Regions from separate parts of the Gasterosteus aculeatus genome. Here region 1 is linked to region 2. A link is a contact called in public Hi-C data. All regions are on one chromosome and are shown on one strand. The core of a region is the stretch at or near the end of the contact, and the rest is flanking DNA. Distances in the headings are between cores, read along the strand shown. Region 1 overlaps tbx3a (T-box transcription factor 3a). Region 2 has its middle 16 kb from the start of LOC144388221.

What was found. Hi-C and Micro-C count contacts between places; a contact is called where the count stands out from the background.
Region 1: a Hi-C map of skeletal muscle shows a contact between it and region 2, with 5 times the contacts expected there. The contact joins two enhancer-like sites. A contact is called at or near these places in 3 of 6 Hi-C or Micro-C datasets (skeletal muscle and tail fin).

The regions. Positions count from the first base shown.
Region 1 is chr14:7,142,942-7,150,219 of fGasAcu3.hap1.1, reverse strand. It overlaps tbx3a (T-box transcription factor 3a), which reads right to left. Exons shown (of 7, transcript XM_040198142.2): 5 at 6,961-7,118; 6 at 5,930-6,573; 7 at 3,147-4,999. The coding sequence ends at 4,562. Among protein-coding and RNA genes, the nearest start is that of tbx3a, 8.0 kb to the right of the region's middle. Within about 2 kb of position 2,324, at least 1 of the 9 cell types and tissues checked has open chromatin away from gene starts, as enhancers often do.
Region 2 is chr14:7,055,013-7,061,800 of fGasAcu3.hap1.1, reverse strand. No RefSeq gene overlaps it. Among protein-coding and RNA genes, the nearest start is that of LOC144388221, 16 kb to the right of the region's middle. Within about 2 kb of position 4,115, at least 3 of the 9 cell types and tissues checked have open chromatin away from gene starts, as enhancers often do.

The sequences.
Region 1 (7,278 bases), core at 1,075-3,574, 90 kb before region 2:
GTGGCGGTCAAAGGAATTATTGACCTGGTTGCCAAACAGCTACTGAAAAAAGGAATTGTTTTTGTAGTAATATTATTTGGACACTAGAGTGCGCTGCTACTTTGTATAAGAGCAAGCTGCCATGACAATGAACGGAATTCACATTGATTTAAGGCAACAGAAAAAGCACCCTGAAATAGAAAATCCTTACTCTTTTTGGGATTGTCAGCTGCAAGATTCTTTTTCATGATCATGTCGCAGAAAAACTGATGGATTGGCTTTTCTCCCCCCGTGGAAGAGCATCTGATTGCTGATTTTGGAGAATGTTTCTTTACCACAGCACAACCAACGGATCCTTTAGTGCATTTGTATCCTGGGCTGATTGTTTAAAGAAAACCAATTTAGTGATCCCAGAATCTTACTGGGACCAATTAAAATATTTTTGGAACGATCAAATTATATCGGCCATATTTCAAAAATCCAAATAGTTTCTTTCATGACCACATGAATGCATTTGCAAGGTGGCTTTTAACTGTCACCCAGCAGCTATATCATAAACACAGCCTTTCTTGTTGGCCTATGTTGACTAGACTAATGTTGCTCTAAACTAACTGCACTCTTTCATTAATGAAATAAACAGCACTGTAATTACCATCAAACATTGCTTGGATTTACTTGTTTACTGTTATTTTTCTCAATGCAGTCCAAGTCAGCTGTTACAAAACTGTTCCGTTGTTATGCCAGTTTATAACAGATTAGAGAACCTCAAGACATTCCAGACTTTTAAATCTTTGTCTTTTAAATCTTAGAAATGGAATTGATTCATTGTTTAAACACAATCTAGAGTCAGTTACATGACTAAAATGTGGTCATCTTAAGGCTAATATTTCTAGCTACAACCCGTTGAAGTCAACATCTAAATCAGAGAGCTACGAACATCTCACTTTCCGACAGATACGTACACCCAAATGTAATTTATGATCCACTCAGCAACATCTCAAATCATCAGAAATCATGTAGAAACACATTCTTGGAATGCAGCTTGATAGATTGTCACGTCTGCTTTCTGCAGGCCTTCTTCAACTGCCACCACGACAGAGATGGAGTTAATAACACAGTCAGGGTTATTAATTGGTTGTGTGAAGTCTGTTTAATTTTACATTTTGATTTGGATTCTATATGGGTGTTTATAATTTGGGTTTAACTCTCAAAGTGCTTGGGCTCATCTTTTCTTTGGTCTGACATATGTTCATTTTTTCTCTTTTTAAAACACTGAATAGTTTAGTAAATCAACGACCCAACGTTCGGACACACTAACAAATTAAAATTATTAACAAATTATTTAACAAATTATACATTTGTTAAATCCGCTGATTTTTCATGATGCATAAATTAAAAAATCCCTTTAAAAAAAACAGGGCCTGGGCCATTCAGGGCGGTGAAGCTTAGAAGAGAAACACTGCTGCACAGTTCCCGTTTCTTCCAATCCCCCATGATTCGTGGCCGCTGGATGGCGCTGGTGCCTCGCGATGTTAATCAAAGCAACGTGTTAAACAGGCTGCTCGGTCCAACATTCAAAATCCAGCCTCTTGGGTGGAGGCCGAGGAAGGAGACAATCTCTTCCACGGCCAAGCTGCCGATCCTCGCCGTGAATGCGTTGCACGTGGAAGGCCGTATTGAGTCGGACTCTGCGGGGGGAGCAGAGGTCAACACTTTGAAGCAGCGCACACTGGAGAGGAAACAACGGGCAGGCAAAATAAACACAATGAAGGTGCACACATCAAACTGTTAAGCTGTCAAGGTTGACCTTATAGACGCATGTTAGCAATAACTGAAATATATTAAATGACACACAAGATGTTTTTTTTCCTTTGGTTAAGAATTACTTAATTTCAGTTTTATCTTCGGTTTCTTCTTTCAAATAATTGTATTTCCTTTTGTCATAACTTCCTACCCTGAAATCAGACACAGGGATGTTGGCCAGCCTCAGTTTTCTTGAAACGATTCAGTTTTTTGGGCCTCACTTTGTACGGAACATCCACACGCTTCTGTTTTATTCATTCCGTTCTTTATTGATCATTTTTCCACTGCACATTAAACACGTTTGCAGTAGCTGCGCGACCAGGTTCCACGAAGTCTTTATGAATGACCTCTCTGCACAGTTCCCGCCCCGGGACGTGTCCTTTTCTCGCGTGTTATTGCCGTGCGGTTAAACAAACCCGTGGGTTGGGGTTGTTGTCGCCGCTTGGGGGCGTCGTGTCTGCGGTTTGATTACAGACGCGTTGTCGCCTTCCGTGCAATAAACTGGTGAGATACGCTCATCGGGGGGGCGCCAGGTGAGCAATAAGAGGCACCAATTGAGACAGCGTGTGTCACGTTCGCACCCATTCACCAGCGCCGCGCTCGCTACACATTAACCAGACGATATACAAATAAAGATATGCTGTTGATAAACTCTGCGGCACGAGGTGCAATAGAGAGGGCCATCAATGAGGGTGGAGGGGGGGCGGGGGGGGGGGGGGGGTAGTCTTTCACTCCGGCCCGAAGCGTCGCGTCGATGCAGCCACTTCAGAAACGTCAGATTAATCCAGAGGCCTCCCGTGATGTGATGTCACACTACAGAACATTTAAACCATCGTAACTGATGCATGCATGTCTGCCTGCATGCAGGCAGGCATGCATGCAGGCATGCAATAGAGAGGCATGCAGGCAGGCAGGCAGGCAAGGAGGGTTTGGTTGGACTCAAATTTCTACGCGATGAATCACATTCATCAGAGGATTCAGCCGCACGGGCAAAATCGCCATTCGTTCTTGGGAATACGTTCTAATTAGGGTGTTAATTCTTAGTTCTTGTTTGTTATTACAACGCTACATGTTCTACAGGTAAAATGCCCTGCAAGGAGAGCATTAACACTAAATATCATTAACACTATAGAGCGCGGCTCCTTGTCCAGGTAGGGATCCTGCAGGTATGATCTCGGGCTTCGCTTCGCCCTGAGTATAATCTGATCTGGACTTTTTATCAGACTTTTTTTTGTGTGAAGTGCCTCCCATAACCGAGAAGAAACATTTGTCTCGTCCGACGTCAGCCTCCATCAGCTGACTATACATTTGCTAAGACCATTTCTTTAATTCTCATCTAAAGCGAGGGAGACACACTAAGAAAGGGCATTTCAATATTTTATTGAAACTTTCAAGAACACGATGTCGATGTTGTCAACCAGACATAACTCTAATACAACATAACCCATTGAGAAACACAAATAAAGACCTTCATATTTTCGATTATGCGGCACTTGTACGATCAGGTTCGCAAAGTATTTTTTAATGACAGGAAAAAGAAATAGTCCACTTTTATCACACTTCAACGACGCTTCTTTTGCTCTTCTCAAGAAAAGAAAAAGGCGTGTTTTTTCTCAAGCCATTGGTGCAGTGCGTTGTCGCGTTTCCATCCGTTTTTAAACAGTAGCACTTCACACACATGGGACAACAAATGAAAATACAATGGCACATTAGTGTGAATAACTACCTCAATGGATATTTGGGGAGGAGTAAAGTCCATATTTTAAGATGGGTATAAATGAAGATGGCAACAAAGGGATAATAGCCCACAAATCTTTACACAGGTATATCGACAATAAATTAAGAACAGGGTCCTAGAAACAAACTACTCCGTTGTATTTACACGCAATAACAATATGAAATAATTACATAAATATTTTATATATCCCTATGTACACCTTTTTAATCAATACTACCTTTTATTGTTTTCATATTTAAATTTCTGCTTCCCTTTGCCTGTTGGACATTTGGGCTGAGTTCCGCATGCTTGGGCCATAGCTTATCCCGGAGCACCAGTCATGTCAAAGGCTAAGTTCTGATTTTAAAAAGGCATGAAGAAAAATAAATTGTGTTACAATTGATAACCTAATTAAGACAAAAAAATAAGCAAAGGGAGTGTGTTAATTATATCCATAACTGAATATTTTTCATACTTTTCTTTCCATTTTTAGTGTTAAAATAACATTCATTTGGGGATTTTGGGGGCATGCAACATTTGGCCAATCGATCAGTTAATAGTGTACAACAAAATACAGCAGTCTTTATAAGGTAGGTTAAACGGTAGTGAATTCAAATAAGTAATCAATTCAGAGTGCATATTAAAACACATTTCTCCTCGTGTAAAATAAAGTTAAGAGACGGGACCCAGCAGCAACTTCTCCCAAATCTGCAAGTCACACCCATGCCAACGTTTCAGTTTCAATACTTGTACGGTATTCAAATGACAGGATAAAAGTGTTGTTTAAATTAACAAACAAATAATAAGAAAAAATATACATATCAGATGCGTGTTAACCAAAGTGCATTTCAGAAACTAAAACGACCAACAGTTCGTGTTTGTTTGTTTTTTCTTTTCTTTTTAAAAACCTGCATGGATCTACGAGGGTGTCCTCCAACTGTGTCCGTCTCCATCACCGACAGCATTTTTTCTCTCCACTTTTCATGACAACAATGAGACGAGAAGCAGGTGGTGTGTTTAAAAAAAAAGAGGAAAATGGGTTCTCTTCCTCTTCCTCCTCCTTTAGGGGGACCCGCTGCGTGCCCTGTCCTGACTCGAGTCGAGCCCGCTGACCAGCCGCTGGATGCTCTGCAGCTCGTTCGCCGCGTCTTTCTCCGGGCAAGTCTTTGGCGACATGGCGACCGAGTGGCCGGTCACCTCCGACGTGGAATCCAAGGTGACCCCGGACGCCGGGCTGGCCGGCACGACGCCGTCTCCTCCCTTCGGCTCGGTCCCGCTGCCGCCCACGTTGGGCATCGCGGTGGTGAGCAAGGTGCTGTCCGGCACCGTCATGGGGAGGGAGTAAGGGCTGTACCTGAGTCGGGGACGCACTGCGTTCAGGAAAGGGTGCCGGTGCGCCGCGGAGGAGGCGGCGGCGGCGGCGGAGGAGGCTGCCGCCGCGGCGGCCATGTACGTGTACGGGTAAGGGAACAGGCTTCCGAACGGAGACATGGCGAGGCCCTGCGGAGGAAACGGAGAAGCGCAGTGTGAGCCACGAGGGTAGTTGGACACTTCTGCGCACCACAAGAGCGCACAATGTAGGCCGCATGAAGTCGGAACAAAGACAGGCCTGCACATAAAATAACACCAGAGGACATTTATGATGATTAACTTTTCCCCGCTCTGCATGTTCCGGATTAATGCGTGAAAATGTTGATTTTTTTCCCCCTTAAAGCGGCTGTTTGGGGCAGCTTTACTTGTTGCATCGCTTAAGACGCCGTCTTGACACTTATGAACTTATGTCCCAACGTGACGTAGTCTGGGTCTTTTTTCAATGCCTCCATTCACACAGGCTTTTCACAGATATAGTCATAACAAAATATGGCGAAGCAAAGCTTCAACTCGCAGCGTGTAAACAGCTTTTGGTGCTCAAGAATTTGTAATACAAATACAAAGAAATCCTATTGTCTGTATAGCTGCAATCAAGCAACAGGGGGGCCACTAAAACACGTTGACATGAAATGGAAAAAGACAACTTTGTTGACTATTAAATTTAAATACTCAGCGTTATGGCCCTAAAAGCGACTAATGAGATCATGTAAAGAGGATTGACCTTCCAGTTATAACCTCCTTTTCTTAAAATGATGGTTGGTATCTATACCCAGAGGGAACAATAAGTGGGTTTCTCGTAGAGTATTTAACTATAGCAGTTGCCTAACTTTACTTGTTAGCCCATTCGGCAGGAAAACACGGCACTCCCTCTCTCTCACACACACACACACACACACACACACACACACTTATGATTTAAAAACACGCACATTGACATGACGAATAGGCCAATAAACACATGTAAATATCTGGCATATTGGCCGACAGTCTGCTGTACATTACAACACATGGTTCACTCAAGGCGCAGAGCAGGCCGGGGCCCAAGAAAACAGGTTTTACCTGTGATGCCAAGACATGTTGCTGCAGATGAAACGGCAGGCCCGGCGCTCCCGTAAAGCTTTGCGAAGGCGATGCCATGCTCGTGGTGTCCATGGTGCTCACCCCTCCCGTGGACACGGCTGCCAACAGTGGCCCCATGCCCGCGGCCATGTTTGAGAACGCACCTCCCATGTTGAACTGACTCGGGTGCAAGAGGAACGGATGCGCACTCCCAATGTGATTGAAAAACTGTTGTCCCGTGAGGCCCGATGGAAATCCAAAATTAGGCATGTGTCCGTGGCCTATGTGCGGGCTGTCAGTCTGAACTGTCAAAGGCATGAAACTGTCTTTGCTTATCGACCTGCACTCGTCCGTTTTGGGATGCTCCAGGCCGGGGCTCTTGAGGTCTTCTCCGGAGCGAGTGGTGCTGGAGATGACGGTGACGGGGCTCTGACGTGAGTCGGCCTGGCTTTTCTCAGTCCTCGGACCACCTTCGCGGGTCCTGCTGCTGGAGTCAGTGCTGCCGAGGGGGTGGCCCTTGGCAGGGCTCGCCTCGTGATCCTTCCCGTCCTTGGTGGTCGTGGAAATCTTGCTCGAGTCCGGACCGTCTTTGATGTGACCGTCTTTGCTCTCATCGTCGCTCTCCTCGTCGCTGTCGCAGAAATCTGCACCAAAATGAGGAGCACAATGTATGAGAATCTTTTCCGCCCATTGGCTTCGATAACAGGGGGAATAAGTCATAAATTTGAAAGATGTTGGTGCAATGTAGCTCCCATTGCTGCTGCATTGCATTCGTTTTTTGTTTTTTTTAATTGAGTTAATTCTTTATTTTCTTTGTAGATTAACCACAAATTAACCGTTGCCCACAAGTGACATTCTTTATGTTTTAACAATCCTCACAAACGAGCCAGTGCAGACTGTCTTTCTTGGCCCGGCCATTCCTAAGGTTGACTCCTCTTCAACACATTGTCTAGAATTAGAATTTACCCAACGAATTTACAGACGACTCGTGGCCCGGCGCCGCGACTGGCTCGTGGGGTCCGTCAACTCACCTTTCATGTGTGGGGGCCCCGCGGTAGACACGGCAGGGGACGAGGCCTGGCCGAAGCACTTAAAGGAGGCCTGCTCCCCGGAGGAGTCGTCTGAAGCCCCGGTCTCCTTTTTCTGATGCTCCTCATACGAGCGCATGGATTGAAGAGCCAGCTGTTTCCTGCGCACAAGCACCCGGGTTACTATGGCACATCTCTGGGGTCAGAGACAAACATCAGCATGCCCGGTGAGTGGGCTGGACGCTGCTCGCCATGTGGAAGCTCCTGATTGTGAAGCTAACTTGAGCCACTCGCGAAAGGTGTACGAGATCCGTTATATAG
Region 2 (6,788 bases), core at 2,866-5,365:
GGAAGAAGCAAAGGGTGTTTGTGTGTGTACGCGGGGGGGGGCACAGGGGTGACCTACGGAGGGAGATGCAGAGACACAGAAGGTTTGTTCCCATCACTGCAACACGTGGAGGTTTTACTTCATTCGCCGTGTTATTGCGGTCCGTCACTCCATGCTGACAGGACGGCACCGTCAAACCTTCGCTGTCCCCTCAGATGTTCTGCGAGGTGTCAGAGGACAGGAGAGGAAAAGGAGACAGGTCCTTTCCTTCCTGGCAAAATGATGCAAGTGTTTGTGAAAGGAGGAGAGAGCACTGCCCTGCTGTCTCTTGAGTGTGCAAACGCACACATACACACACACACACACACACACGCACTCATTCTCTGTCACACATAAAAAAAACGCAAAATAATGTAAATTTCCCCACAGCGCGATAATGGATTATCCTATTTTATCTTATCTTACACATCTAGCAACAGCGGCCTAGAATGGTGAAATCATTACAACGTGTATTGATACACTCCCAGCACACACACTCACACACACACACACACACACGCATTAGCTCCTCCACCCCTCCCCTTCTCGAGGTACTTTAGACAATGAGGACTTCAGTCTGAAAGCAGCAACCTTGGCCTGAAAGCAGTAGCACTGTGCTTGTGTGAGATTTTGTGGTGTGTGTGTGTGTGTGTGTGAAAAGACCCCAAAGGTGAATTTTAAGATTGCTTCACTTAAAACAAGAAAAAGAATATCTGTCAATAATTTCTGTCCTCTGTCGTCGTCTCAATTTTTTTTTCTCCACCGTTTTCAAGCCTTGTTTTTGCCTGATTGTGTGCACTTATTGATTGACAACTGGCTCCAGAGCCACTCAGGCCTCTTAAAATACCAGGCCGGGGCTTCAGGTTTCAGACCCCGGCCTCGGGCCCTGCCATTGTCTGCGTCTGGAAGGCTGGCTCCATTAGAGCCCAGCCCAGCCTGTCCCATTCAGCCTGCCTGCTTTGTGTACCTCCACCTCAGCCGCCTGACTGCTACCCACAGGGCCCCGGCAAGGTGGGGCTGACAGCGTGTCAACACTGACAAGGACATGGCAGTCGGGAGAGAGAGACAGGTAGACAGCACACAGGCCCAGGCGCCTATCGTGGCAGCCTCTCTGACTCTGCTCACTCATCTTTTGTCGCCCATGGTGTTGGCATTCTGTTCGGCTGGTTTGAAGCTTCACAAGTTCCCTATGTGGGTTGTTTGCAGAGAGCGCGCTGTCCGTCACTCCGAGCTCGTGTTCGGAAGGAGCTCACGTTACACATATCTCCCTCAAAACAAATTGTTTTTTTGGCAGATGCGATTGAATCTCCTCCAGTGTTGTATTGCAAAATCCTTTCAATTGATCAACAGGGAAAACAGTGCGTTTTTTTTCACAAAATGTTCATTGTGTGATGTAAAGATAATGCATGTATAATTTGTACAGCAACAACATGTGAGTGGAACATGTCATCTCCGCTCTACCTGACGTTTTAATCAGACTGAGTTGTTGCAGTGCCACATCCTCTGAGGCAACAGTCTCATCCGGAGAATGCATGTAATGAAATTTGCCCTAAATCACGGACATCAGGCCGGAGGTCCAAAAGGTTAAGAGGAGCGCAGGGTCAGGTCCCATATAACGCTCCCTGGGCAAAATTAAAAGGGAAAGGCTCCCTTTGTCCAAGTCGCCCTGCGGGTCAAGGAGGTCAGAAGGTTAGTGTCAGTGGGAAGGCCCGGCTCCTCCGCCCTCAAATGCAACAACCCCCCCCTCTCAAAATAAAATCAAAGAATCCGCCCTAAAAATTAGCGTTGTTTTCGATGGTCAGGGTTCAGCCGGGGGCACGCTGACACGATTCGACGTGCCTTTATTGCCGGAACAGGAAGTCCATCCCCCTAAAATCCGCACACTTTTGAGGTCAGGAGACTGCAGAAGCACCTGTGACACTATTGTCGGGGACTGCACGTGTTTGCGTATGAACGTAGACGACATGGGGACAAGAGGTTTTGGAGGAGCAAATTGGATTCACGTCAGACCTTCTGCTTATTGCTAAAGATGACAGATGCTCGCATGGGCACGGCGGGCCAGATTCAGACCGTTAACACGGTTAGCTGCTATTTGCTCACAGTGCTATTATTCTAAATGGCATTATGGTGGGATGTGTGGATGCAAGACATGATGGTGTGCTGCTGGTGATGTGTGTGGGGGTTTGTGTGTGTGCACAAGTTTTAATGTCTGCTGGTTTCAATATTGAATGGGTATACGGGCCAAATGGAAACAGTGGCAGATGATTGAGACAAATGGTGTTCAGGCCTGATGTCTCAACTGGGAGAAAGAAAGAGAGCAAAAAACGGACGCACTCTGTGTAATGACATCACGCGTGATAAATGCCACATTAGAGCTTTTGTTGCCTGCAAAGACATACTGAAACACACTTTAAATAGATAGCTAATGCTGCATAATACAAAAAGGGACATCATTTTTTGGGAAAATGTAACATATAAATCCACGTTTTCACTGATATGAATCCTCGGACAAACAAGGGTACAATCAGATAAAATAGTTTGGGTCTGGTCTTGTGTCTTCGGGGCAGATCAAGAGATGTCTGCCGTGTTTACGTGGACTGAGCCTCATTCTTCCCGTCCATTCCGAGGGCTCTCCCTCTCTGTCTCTCTTTGTGTCTGTCTGTGCCTCGCTCTCTCTTATCTGACTGTCTGCGCTTGTTGACCCTACCTGAGCCGGTTAGTCATCCTCTCCAGGCGTCACTAAGGCAATTTCTGGGATGACCATAAATCAGCTGACAGGCTCGGCTATCAGTGAGTGACACATTCAACATCCAAGCAAAGTTTAATGGTGAGCTATAAACATTTATTAGTGTACCTTTTGTGTGCATTTCTCTGCTGGAGCACCTCTTTGGAACTGTATGAGTACATTGTTATCATGCACACAGTGTTGTAGATACAGCGAGTGGAGGCAAAATGGGCCATTTGCTCACCTGAACACTTGGACCCACGTAACCTGTTGGTAGAGATCAGCGTCTGTTCAGTGGGAATTGATTTGGTCCGACTTGGTGATTAAATTGTTGTATAGTCGCGGGTCGAAAGGTACTGATAAGGAAACAGAAAGGTGTGAAGACACCGCTTTTGATAACAGAGACACGCGGCTGCATTTGTTCTGACTAGGAGAAATATAAAATAATCACAGAAATCTGTTTTTACAACACTCCCACTTTGTAAACACTGTAATCAGATAAGGGTGAAGAAACAATGTTGAGTGGTGTGGACTCCCCACCTCTTAGAACTATTAACCAGAGCTGTCAAAAGCACCTCTTACTCTAAATTTGGTTGCAAGACAAATATTTTTTTTTACAACATTTAAGTAATTCAGAATGTATATTAGGGTATTGAATAGAGTTAGGCGAAACAATGTATGAAAAAATGTTTTCAAACATTTATTCAACATTACAGTATAGTTTATTCCTTTTCCAGGGTCAAGAGGTTAAATTTGTGGATTTGTTGTCCAACATTTTTCCGAAATGGTAAAACAAAGACGGAAAAACACTCAATTTACATCAATAATAAGTCAACCGAAAGTACAGATCCATGTAAAAAAAAATCTAAAATACAACGGAAACAAATATGTTACTTTTTAACATTTTCTCAAAGGAAGAAGAATCATCAGTCCATCAGAAAACGATTCACCCGTCAGAGCCAGAGGATGAAACTCCAAACAGCCGGGATCCTGATAATGATACACAGCAATGTGAAGGGAAATATATTCCCTGTACGTGCTGTACAGTGGAGAACTTAGTGGAGTTTTGATGCTGGAGGGGGGGGGGGGGGGCAGGTGAGACCACGTGGGTTTAATTAGAGTGTCAACACCAGCACGCTGCAAACGGCTGGCTGATAAGGAGAGCAGACAGATGACAGGAGGTGTGCAAGGCCGGTTGGAGACAGTCTTATCTCGGGCGGAGAAAGACTGCAGCCGCCCTGGCTTCCTCACGCAATGGAGGGAGGGAGGGGGGGGGGGGGGGGGCGTGGGGGAGGAAGATGGGAGAGAGGTTGCGATAGGCCAATTACTTGTGAGTCATCGGCCTCTTCTTCCCATGCTTTGCAATAATCCACGCAAACTGGCACGCCGCGCCATGCCGATGTCAAAGGTTTACTCGGTTACTTGCGAGTGCTCAGTGCCACCTTGTGTTGTGGGAATGTCTCTTTATTTGCTGATTGAGGATTGGCTTGAACCCATCAAGCGTGGAGTAACCTTAAATTTGAGGGAAACCATGCCTGCTGCGTAACAAGGATGAGCACCGGCGTCTTTATTTTCAAGGTTACCTGCTGAAACGCTCCTGAATCGACCAGCGCGCTGCTTCCTTAAAAAAGACCACATTGTACGCAAAAGTATTGAAACATTTACACACCTCGAGTTCTATCCAGGTTGTTCAAGCACAATATCTGAAGGGTCAAAGGGTTAAGATGAAGAGTTTTAGGTAAAGAATGGATGAAAAGTAAATTGCGAGACAGATGTTCAGTCTGTTTTATATCTTTGCTGGAAGAAAGGCATCAGATGAGTGGATGACCATCTATTGCTGTTTGTGTATGCCAGCATTTATGGGGATATTAAGTCTGAGTGAGATATCCATAAAAGAGGAAAAAAATCCATATAGTGCCGCTGCTATGGCTGTGTGTGTGTGTTTGTGTGCGTGCGAGTGCATGCGTGTGACGTTCTGGCTCCTAGCTGTCTGCGCCTTGCTCCCCGCCGCTCACTGCACACCACATTATTTTTAACCCACTGCCTCTGAGAGGAAGCAGGAGACGCTTGGGCCTCTGAAGTCCAGCACAATGAGGAATAAGCTCACACGCACACACACACACACACAGTCACAGAGTCGCACACGTGCGCTCAAACACCTAGACGCACACACACACCGGCTTCTGACATCTGCCGACAGACACTGCTAGACACACACACACACACACACACACACCCGCACCGGTACCTGCACACTCACACGTACACACACGGACGGACGTTGCACAGTCCTTACACATTTTCCTTCAGCACCAGACATCCATCCATCCGCTCGTCACACACACACACACACACACAACAACACAGTCTCTGCCTTACCTTGCGCCCCACCCGTCCCCGCCGTGGCTGTCCCTGTAGACCCCGGATCCAGCAGGTCACCCTGGGTCAGTGGGCTGTAAATGAACTGATACTAATTACGGTAAACAGCAGCACATCAGAGTGTGCGTTCGCAGGCGCGCACACAAGAGTGGTGAAAGTTGAACGGGTTAATTCACGGAAATGGGAGGGTCGCACGTCAGCCCCGAGCGGCAATCAAGAGTGTTTAATTGTTCATGTTGATCATCTCAGGTGGGGGCTGTTTAGGCTTTAGGCCCACCATCTATTTTCTCCCTTCCTCTCCTGAACACTTAATCATCAGTGTGGGGATTAGTGTTTGGATTTGGGCGTTGTGGGCTGAGGTACCGTCTACTTTCCCCATGCGTGTGTCATTTTTGGATGACGCCACCCCCCCTGACATATGCTTGGGTGAAAGCAGTGAGCCACCTGTGGATCCGGCCCGCGATCCCTCCTCTTCTTCACCCACAGTCCCACATGACTCCACGCTGTCTAATCGACTCCACTCTCTGTAACTCACCCAATCAAACGCTCCCACGGTGCCTCACTAGGAACGCGACTGACTGACTGAGTGGTGCCTTGTAAGTGTTTAACCTCCTGCAGAGGAGACATACACACACACACACACACACACACATCAACCCAGTCACTCAGTCAAGCCAGAAAATCTGATTGACTCAACCTCTAAAGGCAGCGCCATTGAAATCAGATTACAGATGAGGGACTCCACAATTTCCAGAGCACCGCAAAAACAACCGCAATCGCTTTTGGCCTTGGGGGGAACGTCCACCTTTGCTTGCGGCGCGCGCACGTTCACCCGAAGGGAAAAGTGATCAACGGGGAAAGTGATTGCTGGGGGAAAAATTGAAGGTAATCAGGTCCAGCCCCGCTTGTCTGAATCGATGAGCGGAGCAGGTCGCAGGCCCCTCTCACGTTGCACTTTCCCGTCTGACCCCTTCGCAGCCCCTCTCTCCATTTCCCCCCGGCTTTCCCTCCAAACTCATAAATGGATGCGTTACAGTTGCACGCGTAAATGTGGGTTCCTTTAAGTGTGCGTCTCACTGCGAGCGCGTTATTGTGGCGGCCCTCAGTTCTCTCCATGAGGGCTGATGTTGACATCCTGCTTCACAGCCTGTCCAGCCGCCACAGTGTGTAGCCAAACGCCCTGAAAGTGTCTGCCACATTGTTCTCCCACTTGAAAGTCAGCAAAGCTTTGTCAGCGTCCTCTGGTGTAGTCCTTTATCGTATTCACACGCTGCGCCGTATTTTTAGCCCATCCAAGTCCGTTCCCCTTTGTTCCGGCAATTCTTGAGCAATCTTTCAGACTCCCTCTCCCCCCCTCCCCCCGCCGCCCATCCCACCCTCCCCCGCCTCCTCCATTGTATTTTTTTTTTGACAAAGGTGAAAAATGGCAGACCTGACGTGGAATTATGAAGGACCTTTCCCTTCAGGAGGGACGCGTCTGTCTGAGGAGAGGGGAGGCGGGGAACCAGACAGGCTGTGTCCATCTTGGCAACTACAGAGTGCACATCATGGATCCGAATGTTGCATGCAGATAACATGCTTGACATTTCTCCGTTGATATGGGTTTTTTTTTTTAAACTAAATTCACATAAGCATAGTTCTGTTTGGGCTCCATCTAATGGAAAAG